Linked DNA regions of Oryzias latipes: region 2 is linked to region 1. The links are chromatin contacts, called in public Hi-C maps. All regions are on one chromosome and are shown on one strand. The core of a region is the stretch at or near the end of the contact, and the rest is flanking DNA. Distances in the headings are between cores, read along the strand shown. Region 1 holds the start of zdhhc8 (probable palmitoyltransferase ZDHHC8). Region 2 overlaps zdhhc8 (probable palmitoyltransferase ZDHHC8).

The links. A called contact is a pair of places that touch in the nucleus more often than the background predicts.
Region 2: a Hi-C map of gastrula embryo shows a contact between it and region 1, with 1.9 times the contacts expected there. The contact joins the enhancer-like site here to the promoter of zdhhc8 in region 1. A contact is called at or near these places in 4 of 5 Hi-C or Micro-C datasets (embryo, fibroblasts and gastrula embryo).

What each region holds. Positions count from the first base shown.
Region 1 is chr9:23,223,446-23,227,785 of ASM223467v1, reverse strand. It overlaps zdhhc8 (probable palmitoyltransferase ZDHHC8), which reads right to left and starts at 2,046. Exons shown (of 11, transcript XM_004072857.4): 1 at 1,779-2,046. The coding sequence starts at 1,882. It overlaps pgam5 (serine/threonine-protein phosphatase PGAM5, mitochondrial), which reads left to right and starts at 2,645. Exons shown (of 6, transcript XM_011479518.3): 1 at 2,645-3,137; 2 at 3,570-3,742; 3 at 3,829-3,954; 4 at 4,052-4,140. The coding sequence starts at 2,917.
Region 2 is chr9:23,278,978-23,283,317 of ASM223467v1, reverse strand. It overlaps zdhhc8 (probable palmitoyltransferase ZDHHC8), which reads right to left. Exons shown (of 11, transcript XM_004072857.4): 2 at 2,330-2,451. Among protein-coding and RNA genes, the nearest start is that of LOC111947951, 16 kb to the left of the region's middle. Within about 2 kb of position 2,382, at least 1 of the 8 cell types and tissues checked has an H3K27ac peak or open chromatin away from gene starts, as enhancers often do. A contact at or near this core is called in gastrula embryo, where this site is marked.

The sequences.
Region 1 (4,340 bases), core at 797-3,296:
ATTCGGGACAAATTCAGACACACAAAAACACTAAGCTGCAACTGCATCCATGTTTAAATCTGTACTCATGGATTAAATCATCACTTGTAATTGTAAAGGATAGAATTTAAAAATCCCCCCGTACGTATTTGTTGATGCCAGGTGTCAGCAAGCCAAACCCAGGAAAAAATGTTCCTGCATGTGTGTGTGTGTGTGTGTGGGTACTAGTGCTGTCCTCAGGTCTCCTCCATTACCCAGATGACACCAATTTGGCTTTTTGGCAACACCCCAAGACCTCTAACACACTGCGGCCAGTGAATAAAAAAAGATTGCCATGTCTCTGGCATTCAGCGTAAACTCACATCTGTGTGTGTATGTGTGTGTGCATATGTGTGCGTGACATGGTTTTGACCCCAGCTGACCATGTGACTCGGCATGGTCCTAATTTTGCATTTAGCTGCATGTTATTTTGGTTAGAAGGTTTTCGCATAAAGGCACGCTGCTGTACTCCGGCGTGTGCAGCCATCTTCTGCAACCACACAAGGTTAGACTAAGTTCACTACAGATGAGGCTGCGGCCCTGCCTACGCCGCCTCCGCCACCCCCGCCAGGTGCAGTCGATGTGGACCTGCCACATCGACTGCACCTCTAACCCTGGAGCAAAGGAGCAACAAAATACAACCTTAATCCCCAACCTTAAACCATCTGTTAGGAGCTGAACCTTTAAGCGGCATGTTGCACGAAACCCAACAAAACAAGGCCTGGTGACTCTCAAGACAAACATACGCTGACTACTGAAATGAAAGGGAACAATGGAAATCAAGACATGTAAATCAGTCAATTTGTTTATTCAAACTAAGGCACACCAAGGAATGCTGGGATCTTTGGGACTATTAGCAAAAACCCTAAACGCCATGCGAAGTTTTGGTACTAAGACACACCTGAGACATTTAAGATAATTTTATGCCTGGACAGATTATGACCATTAAAAAAAGCTACATTACGGCAGAATTACTTGGCATCCTTGTGTGCGTCTGTGGTGGATCAAAGTCCGCAAAAGCTTCCGAAGCCTTGGAAGCGAAGAACCAGATTCCAAAATGTTGTCATTTGCCACATGGATGGTTGGAAACTGCATTAGTGTTTGACTACCAAAGAGTTTCTGGCTTCATTTTAATCCCCCCCAGGTGGATTTTCATTGATAAACATAGGACTATCATAAGATGAATGCATGAAGGACGGATGACTCAGACCATATATATCTCTGCCTCTGCTGTCATCCTTATTCTGTGTTTTAGTACACTCAACTTCCTCCATTCAAAACCATGATCATAATGACTTCTAGAGAAACTAGGAAGTTATGATTCCATCTGCACAACCCATTTAGTGAGATTAGGAGGTAACGCTCTGCAACATCAGATTGTGATTACAGTTCCTCTGAGCAGATTTCTATAGTTGGAATTCCGACTGAGAGGAATGACATCAATGCAACCCTTTGAACTGCATCATCAGTTGCATCTTTGGAAGAGCTGGTGGGGAATTGAGTTATTTGGGCCTGTGTTGGTCCTAGATGTCCACTTCGATGAAGTTCCTCTTTCCAGGAACAAGTCCAGGGGCCGCTCCTCTTCACGTCAGCATTTTAGACCTATGGGTCTGCAGATGGGGTAGGTATGCCCTCCCCACACCCCGACCCATCAATCCGCCCGTTCAAACTTGCAGCTAAGACCCTCTGTGAGTGTGTTATATCTGCAACCGCGGTCCCTAGAAATCTAACCATGACAACGAGGAGCCGCGAAAACTTACGTAAAGACGAAAAATAAAGTGGTCGATCCGACGAGGAGTGTGGCAGCAGTGGACACCGGGATGTATTTGGTGGGTTTAAATCTCTTTCCAGCGCTGTTGGGCATTCTGTAAATCCAACATTCCTCAGTTATTTATTCCGATTGGAGGCGCGTGGAAGAAACGGACGTCCAGCGTGCTGATCAGCGGGCCTCTCAGCGGCTGGGAGCGGCACGAGCGGTCCTGTGGCTGTCGCTGAAGCCGCATAGGTCCAAGACGTTTGTGGACGGGAGTACACTGTGAAAGCCCGACAAAAAAAAAAAAAAATCCAGCCCACTGCTGAGGTCACAGAACCGCTCGAAAAAGGTGGAGCCTCGCCGCTACAAAACCTCCTTAATAAAAATGATTATGCTAGGTTATCTTGGACGCCATTAATCGCACTAACCCGCCTTTATACACGTAAAATATATTTCCCGACTTTTGCCAAATTTCAGATTTGTTCATCGAAATTCATTGTCTTGGAATAGTTGTATGCAGTAATAGCAAATTCTTCGTGAATTTTACAGTTTTATGCTGTTTACACTAACAGAGGCTAAATATAAGTTTAATTGAAAAAGGAAACATAATTAAAGTAAAAGTATTTGGGCTTATTCACTATTTTTGTTTTCTGAAAACACCCAAAGCCCATTGTGTGATTCTGACAGGGATATTTTGAGATAATAAACCATAGTCACAGGGGTTTATATATGCCTATAAATGTGCACAATTATTATTTTTTTAAGTGATCTATGTTAAAATGATTCCTCGATTGGGATAAAAAAAATAGCTACATCAATGAGTCTAGGGCGCCCTCGTGAGGCAAAGAGCGAAATAGAAAGGTTTGACTCTGGCTGGCCACCGTAGATCATCGCACTGGTCTGGATGGCTTTTCTGTTTCTTCTGTGCTTCGTTCATTTTCGTTAAGTCTCAAAATATATTGGATACTTGTGCCACAGAATAAGATTTTTTTTTGCCTCACTGGACTTTATCTAATATTCAAACGACTGTTAGCGTTGGAGAAATATTTTTGAGGATAAACAACGTCACGTTTTTTATTTACAACACCCCCGGTTGAGCTCAGCTAATAAGCTAGCTTCGCTGTGCTACTTCGGCGGCTCTCAGAATGTTTTATCGGAAAACTGTGAAAGTTCTTTGCGGGCTCGCTGGAGGCTCCGCCGTCTTGGTGTTTGCTGACTCTCGTGGATACCTAGGGGAGCCCAGCGGGGAGGCCAGGAGGGTTTGGAGGTCCAAGTTCCCCGTTCTTCAAGCTGCACAGCCGGCGTGGACACCGGGCACCCATACTCCAACGCCGACCGGACACGCTTGGGACTTCAACTGGGACAAGTAAGTGACCACCCAGTTTGGCCCCGCCATTGGTATTTGTTTTTCTTGTCTCACTTTTGTAACGAGACAAAAACAAAAAAACAAACAAACCCGGAGATAGTTGCTTACAGAAAAGATTTTATTATGAAAATCAAAACTGCGTTTTACGGATTAGAAACATAGTATAAATTTAGCAACAAACCTAAAACCACTAATGTGATATATTATTTATACCTGTTTGATCTAAGTGTTAATTAAGTTACAGCAATTTCAAATTCTTTAGGTAAGAAGTTTAAACTTTTATTTTTTTCCATCGTAGAAACGCCTTACACAGGGAAGGCTTTCAAAGTAATGAACTGCTCTTGATCTTGAATTACTCTTGAGATAACCCAGTTTTTTCCCCCAACCTAAGCCACTCTTAATCTGAAAATAACCATGTCTTAACCCTTCTAGGAGAGACCCGTCCGTGCTGTCCAATGGGAAGAGGAAAGAGAGCTCCACAGAAGACCCCAGCTCAGAGCAGGACAACAGCAAGCCCAAGGCAACGCGCAACATCCTCCTCATCAGACACTCCCAGTATAACCTGAGCGGCACCAGCGATAAAGATCGGATCCTCACTCCATTAGGTCAATTTCAAAATAGATTCTGATAAACGGTCCAGTCCAGGGACATTCTGTGTCTGATCATTGCTTTTCCAACAATATTCTTGTAGGCCGGGAGCAGGCCGAGTTCACGGGTCAGAGATTAGCGGCGCTGGGATTGAAGTATGACGTGCTAATTCACTCCAGCATGGCCAGGGCCACGGAGACGGCACAGATCCTCAGCAAATATCTCCCAGGTAACAAAAACAGACACTTGGCTATCAAACTGACATTCAAACCATTAATAAGAATTCAAATAAATATGTTTTTCCCCACTCAATGCCATTCACAAAGGTGTGGACCTGGTTAGTTGTGACATGCTGAGAGAAGGAGCACCGATTCAGCCTGTTCCACCCGTCACTCACTGGAAGCCTGATGCTGTGGTGAGAGAAGCAACAAACCAGTCTGATGAGTCTGTAGTGCGCCTTTTGGTTAAAGACCTCCTCTGATCATTCCCAGTGGTCCAAAATGATGCAGTTAATAGCCAAAATTTTAAAACCTGTGACGTTTTCAACGATATAATTTCTGCAGTGGCAGTAGTTCCTTAAAAATTCTGTTGTCTGTTGGCGCGGAGCAACCCCTC
Region 2 (4,340 bases), core at 1,133-3,632, 55 kb before region 1:
TCCACAAATTCCATGGTTTAAAGTGTTTTTGGAAACTGCAATGAGCTGTGTTGAAATCAATTTGGTGACAGCTAATGCTAACGAACAGCTCTTTCACATTTCAGTTTAAGATTTTTTACACAGGAAAACTGATCCTGTTAGAGAATAATTAATTTTTCTCTAAAGCAAATGATTTTTCTTTTACTTATATCTCAAAATGTATTTTTGGACTTTTTTTTTGCTTTTTTTGTTGTTGTGATTTTTCAACTTCCCAATTAGTGTTCCTCCAAATCATGCATTTTGGCAGAGTAGCATTTTGCCTGTGGTAATAGAATGATACAGTGGCCCTCAATATGAAACAAATTATCAAAAGATTCAAAATAAACGTTTGTATGAGTTTACAACTTACAAACTAATGTTTAGTGATTTATTTTTGGAGTATAATGTTTGTCATTTGTTACATTTCGCACAAATGAGAGCATTTTTAATCAAAGCTACACCACTTAAAGCAGCTTTTGTGGTTCTTTTCTAACCATTTGTAAAACATTGATACCATTACCTCTTTTAAAAAGGCAATATGAATCCATTTATGGCCAATTTATCCTTAATCATATTTACTTTGACACCTGTATAGCATTTTGTGTGGCTTTGATGCTCATGTTACTTTGTAAAAACATATTTATGGATTTTTCTGTCTAGCCCTGCCTATAATATAATGACACCAAGTTTTTTTCTGATTAGTTTATTAGTTTTCTTCACAGTTCATTTATCCATATCTAGCTCACATTGAGTAAATTAGGGTAAACTAACAAAACTTTCAGAGTCTTGTTTTCTGCATTTACAAAATGAACTTCATCCACCTAATTTATTTTGGGGAGAATGAAAAAAAATAGAACATTTTCCAGGTTAATATAATACAATTCAATTAGTGTTGTATCTTCCAAGCAGTACAGCAGATGTGCTTATGAGTCTGACCAGGTAAATAATCAGAGAACCAACGTTTGGATTTTGACCTTTAGACCATGTGAATTCTAAATATTTTAGTTAAATTTAGAAAGTTGGACATCTTAAAGGATCCTGTTAACCTCAAGACAAATGTTCATTTAGAGTACCATCAACAGCAGCCTGTTAGACAAGACAATTAGCCGCGGTTACATGGGCAGAATATCTTGATCGGATCAATGGTCGGGTTAAAATTCACCAGTGCACATGGGATCAGAAAACCTCTTTCCGATTAGAACAAACGTTCCCATGGCTCATACTCTCGTTCGGAATGAATCATTTGGGCATGCGCAGTAGTGTAAAAATCACCCGGATGCGGATATAGGTCCCGTTGTAAACAAACCGCTTCCACAGACATTTATGCAGCAGCTCGGTAACATACGAGACGATCTTCCAAACGTGCTTTTATTAATGTCATGAATATTATGAATTGCCTGTTCGCTCGTCGTTATATTTAATCTGTGTGGTCAGTGCTTTTTTTGTGGAAGAATTAAGCTGGACGAAAGCTTAGGACAGACTAACACGGGCTAACATCATTAGCCTGATGGATGGACACAAAATCCAGGACCGTGCGAGAAACGCAGCAATCTGCAGCTTTCTAAGGACTGAGCGACATTTATTTCTGCTCTGAAAGTTCACACAGACCGCCCCAAAGCCACTCTGTGAGCTAGCGGCCCGAGCTCTGTTCGAACACGGTTCCTCCTGAGTCCTGCAGCCGCTAACCAAGAGCGGCGGGACGGCTCGCAGTCTGAATTCTCCCACACATAACAAAACAACAAAACGCACACGTAACCCCCCCCCCCCCCCCCCCCCCCCCCCCCGACACAACATTATTAATCCAGCTGCTCTGCTCACTCGGGTGCCAGTGGACCGAGTGAGCGCTCCTCCTCCGAATCTCCCCCGTGAGGGGTGTAAGAGAGGGGAGAGCCAGCGGGGCGAGAGCGGAGCGGCGCTTTTCACGGGGTGTCCGCAGAGCTGGTCGGTCCCGTATGCGCTCCAAAGCTTTCTCTCAGCGAAACACCGTCTATGCGTGACGTAAACCAGAGCAGCAGTGACACACGATCGGAATGACCGTTTACATGCTCTACGATCGGATAAACGATCGGTATAACCCACCTATCTCGATCGGAAAGAAATTCTGATCCGAATGAGTCTGACCGGGGCAGAGTATTCCGAACGGCGCGTTTACATGACGCATTTTCTTTCCGATCAGGCGTTCATTCCGATTACTTTTGCCCATGTAAACGCGGCTATTGTAAAGGTTCATAGATTTGTACTGTAGGCCGTTTATGGTGCTGTGATGAAATAGGCATGTGGTGAGAAATGCTGGGGTAACTTGGGTACGAACCTCTGGGGTAAACACCAGGATCCATAAAGGTTGCCATGCTGAAGTTGGCCAAGACAAAGAGAAAGACGAGGCCATTGTAGAAAGGCACAGCAGGAGAGATCACCTTTGCTAGCCAGGGGCACCTGTGGACACACACAAAAAGATTGAGTTATGACTGATTTCCAAAAATCATTGTGAAATTTGGATCAAATATGTTTTAATAGAAGTCCTACGCTTGTTCTTTTTTACTTTTGTAACTTCAACACAATAACCTCAGTCATGGCTGCTTGCCAGCACACGCTTCCAGCAGACCTCTCCAGCCTGTTCCGATATCAAAAAGTCAATTCCTGGTGCTCATGCACAGAGATTATCGTCAATCTATATCTGCTCCTCCAAATTCAAGAGCTCATTTATACTTTGCTGAATAATTCAGAGCTCAGGCTGCAAAAAGCCACTAGTGGTGCAGAGAAGTGTGAAGGTTGAGCCTCTTACACAGTTAATCAGCGCCAGTCCTCAGGGATGTGATGGTTAGCATGGATCAGATTTTACAACATCACTGTAAAACACTAGCAACCTTTATGACGAATAATGGGCGGAGATAATTGTTTTCATTTAGTTATTAAGAATTTATTTTTCAACAGAATCTATGAAAAAAAAAATTCTGACTTTATCTACAATTGATTTATAGTAGGTTTTGTGTGCAGTGAGAGAAGTTGTGTACAATTATTTATTTTTTTGACAATCTTCAAGAACTTTACCAATTGAAATTTAGTCACATAATGTCACATTTACTTCTAACATAAGTCAGATATTCTGTCTTAAAATTAAGAATTCTGATTTCTAATGTCAGATTTGGAGTTGCAACAATCAAATTTATTTAGGAAAAATAAAAAAAAAAGATTCTGTAAACTCCAAATACTGTCGTCATATCAAAATAGCAAGAGAAGCTCTCAATTTCCAATAAGAAATGTTGTTGTTTTTCAGAGTTAAATATGTTTTTAACCCATTATATGTAACTGAACTTAACCGATTTCAGATCCTTTTGATGTTAGGCAACTTTTCAGAATTTAAAAAAATGTGAAGAAGCACAGTCAGAGAAAGTTTAATTAAGATCACACGCAGAGCTGCAGACTTTGTAGATGTGTAACAAGTAACCACAAAATCCCCATAAACGATGTTTGGACCACTTAAACTGCTGCCTCGAAACACCAAACTTCATCTAGTTAATAAGTCTGCATCAAGATTCTGTTGCCACAACAGACATAATGTCAGGAGCTTTTAAATTTAAGTTCTGAAGTTGAACTAAATTTAAGAAAGTGATAACCAAAATAAGAAAAACAAACATCATGAACATCAATTTAAATTGGATCTTCTGATTTAGACAAAGGAAGCAAAGTAGACACAGGACATGAAGAGGAATTAATCCTGCTTTGCTCCTCGGCCCGACAGATTTTCAGACGCGTCTGGAGTCAGTCTGGTGGTGAGAGACAGGCAAACACCTTCACACCAGCCTCCAGGCTGTTCACACTCCTGACACATTTGCACTTTAGAGTGCAGATGATAGTGTCAGACCCTGATTCCTGCTTATGTCAAACTGAATCCAGAATTTGCTCATCAAAAAACACAAAACACAAAGAATATTTATAAACCCCCTCGAGTATTTTACCATTTATGTTTCTAATTTGGTGATCGGTTTTATATTATTTTAGATTTTATAAGAGAAATATTCAGGTTTTTTTTAACAAATTGGATTTCTGCTTTTGTTGAAGGATTTTCCATTGTTGCTTCAATCATCTAAAGTCTCATTTGCAACTACTCTCACTGGCCACTTTAGTACTTTATTAGACACACCAGTCCAACTCCTCATTAACACAAATTTCTAATCAGCCAATCACAAGGCAGCAACTCAATGCATTTAGGCATGCAGACATGAACAAGATGATCTGCTGCAGTTCTAACCAAGCATCAGAATGGTGAAGATAGGTGACTGAAGTGACTTTGAATGGGGCATGGTTCTTGGTGCCAGACAGGC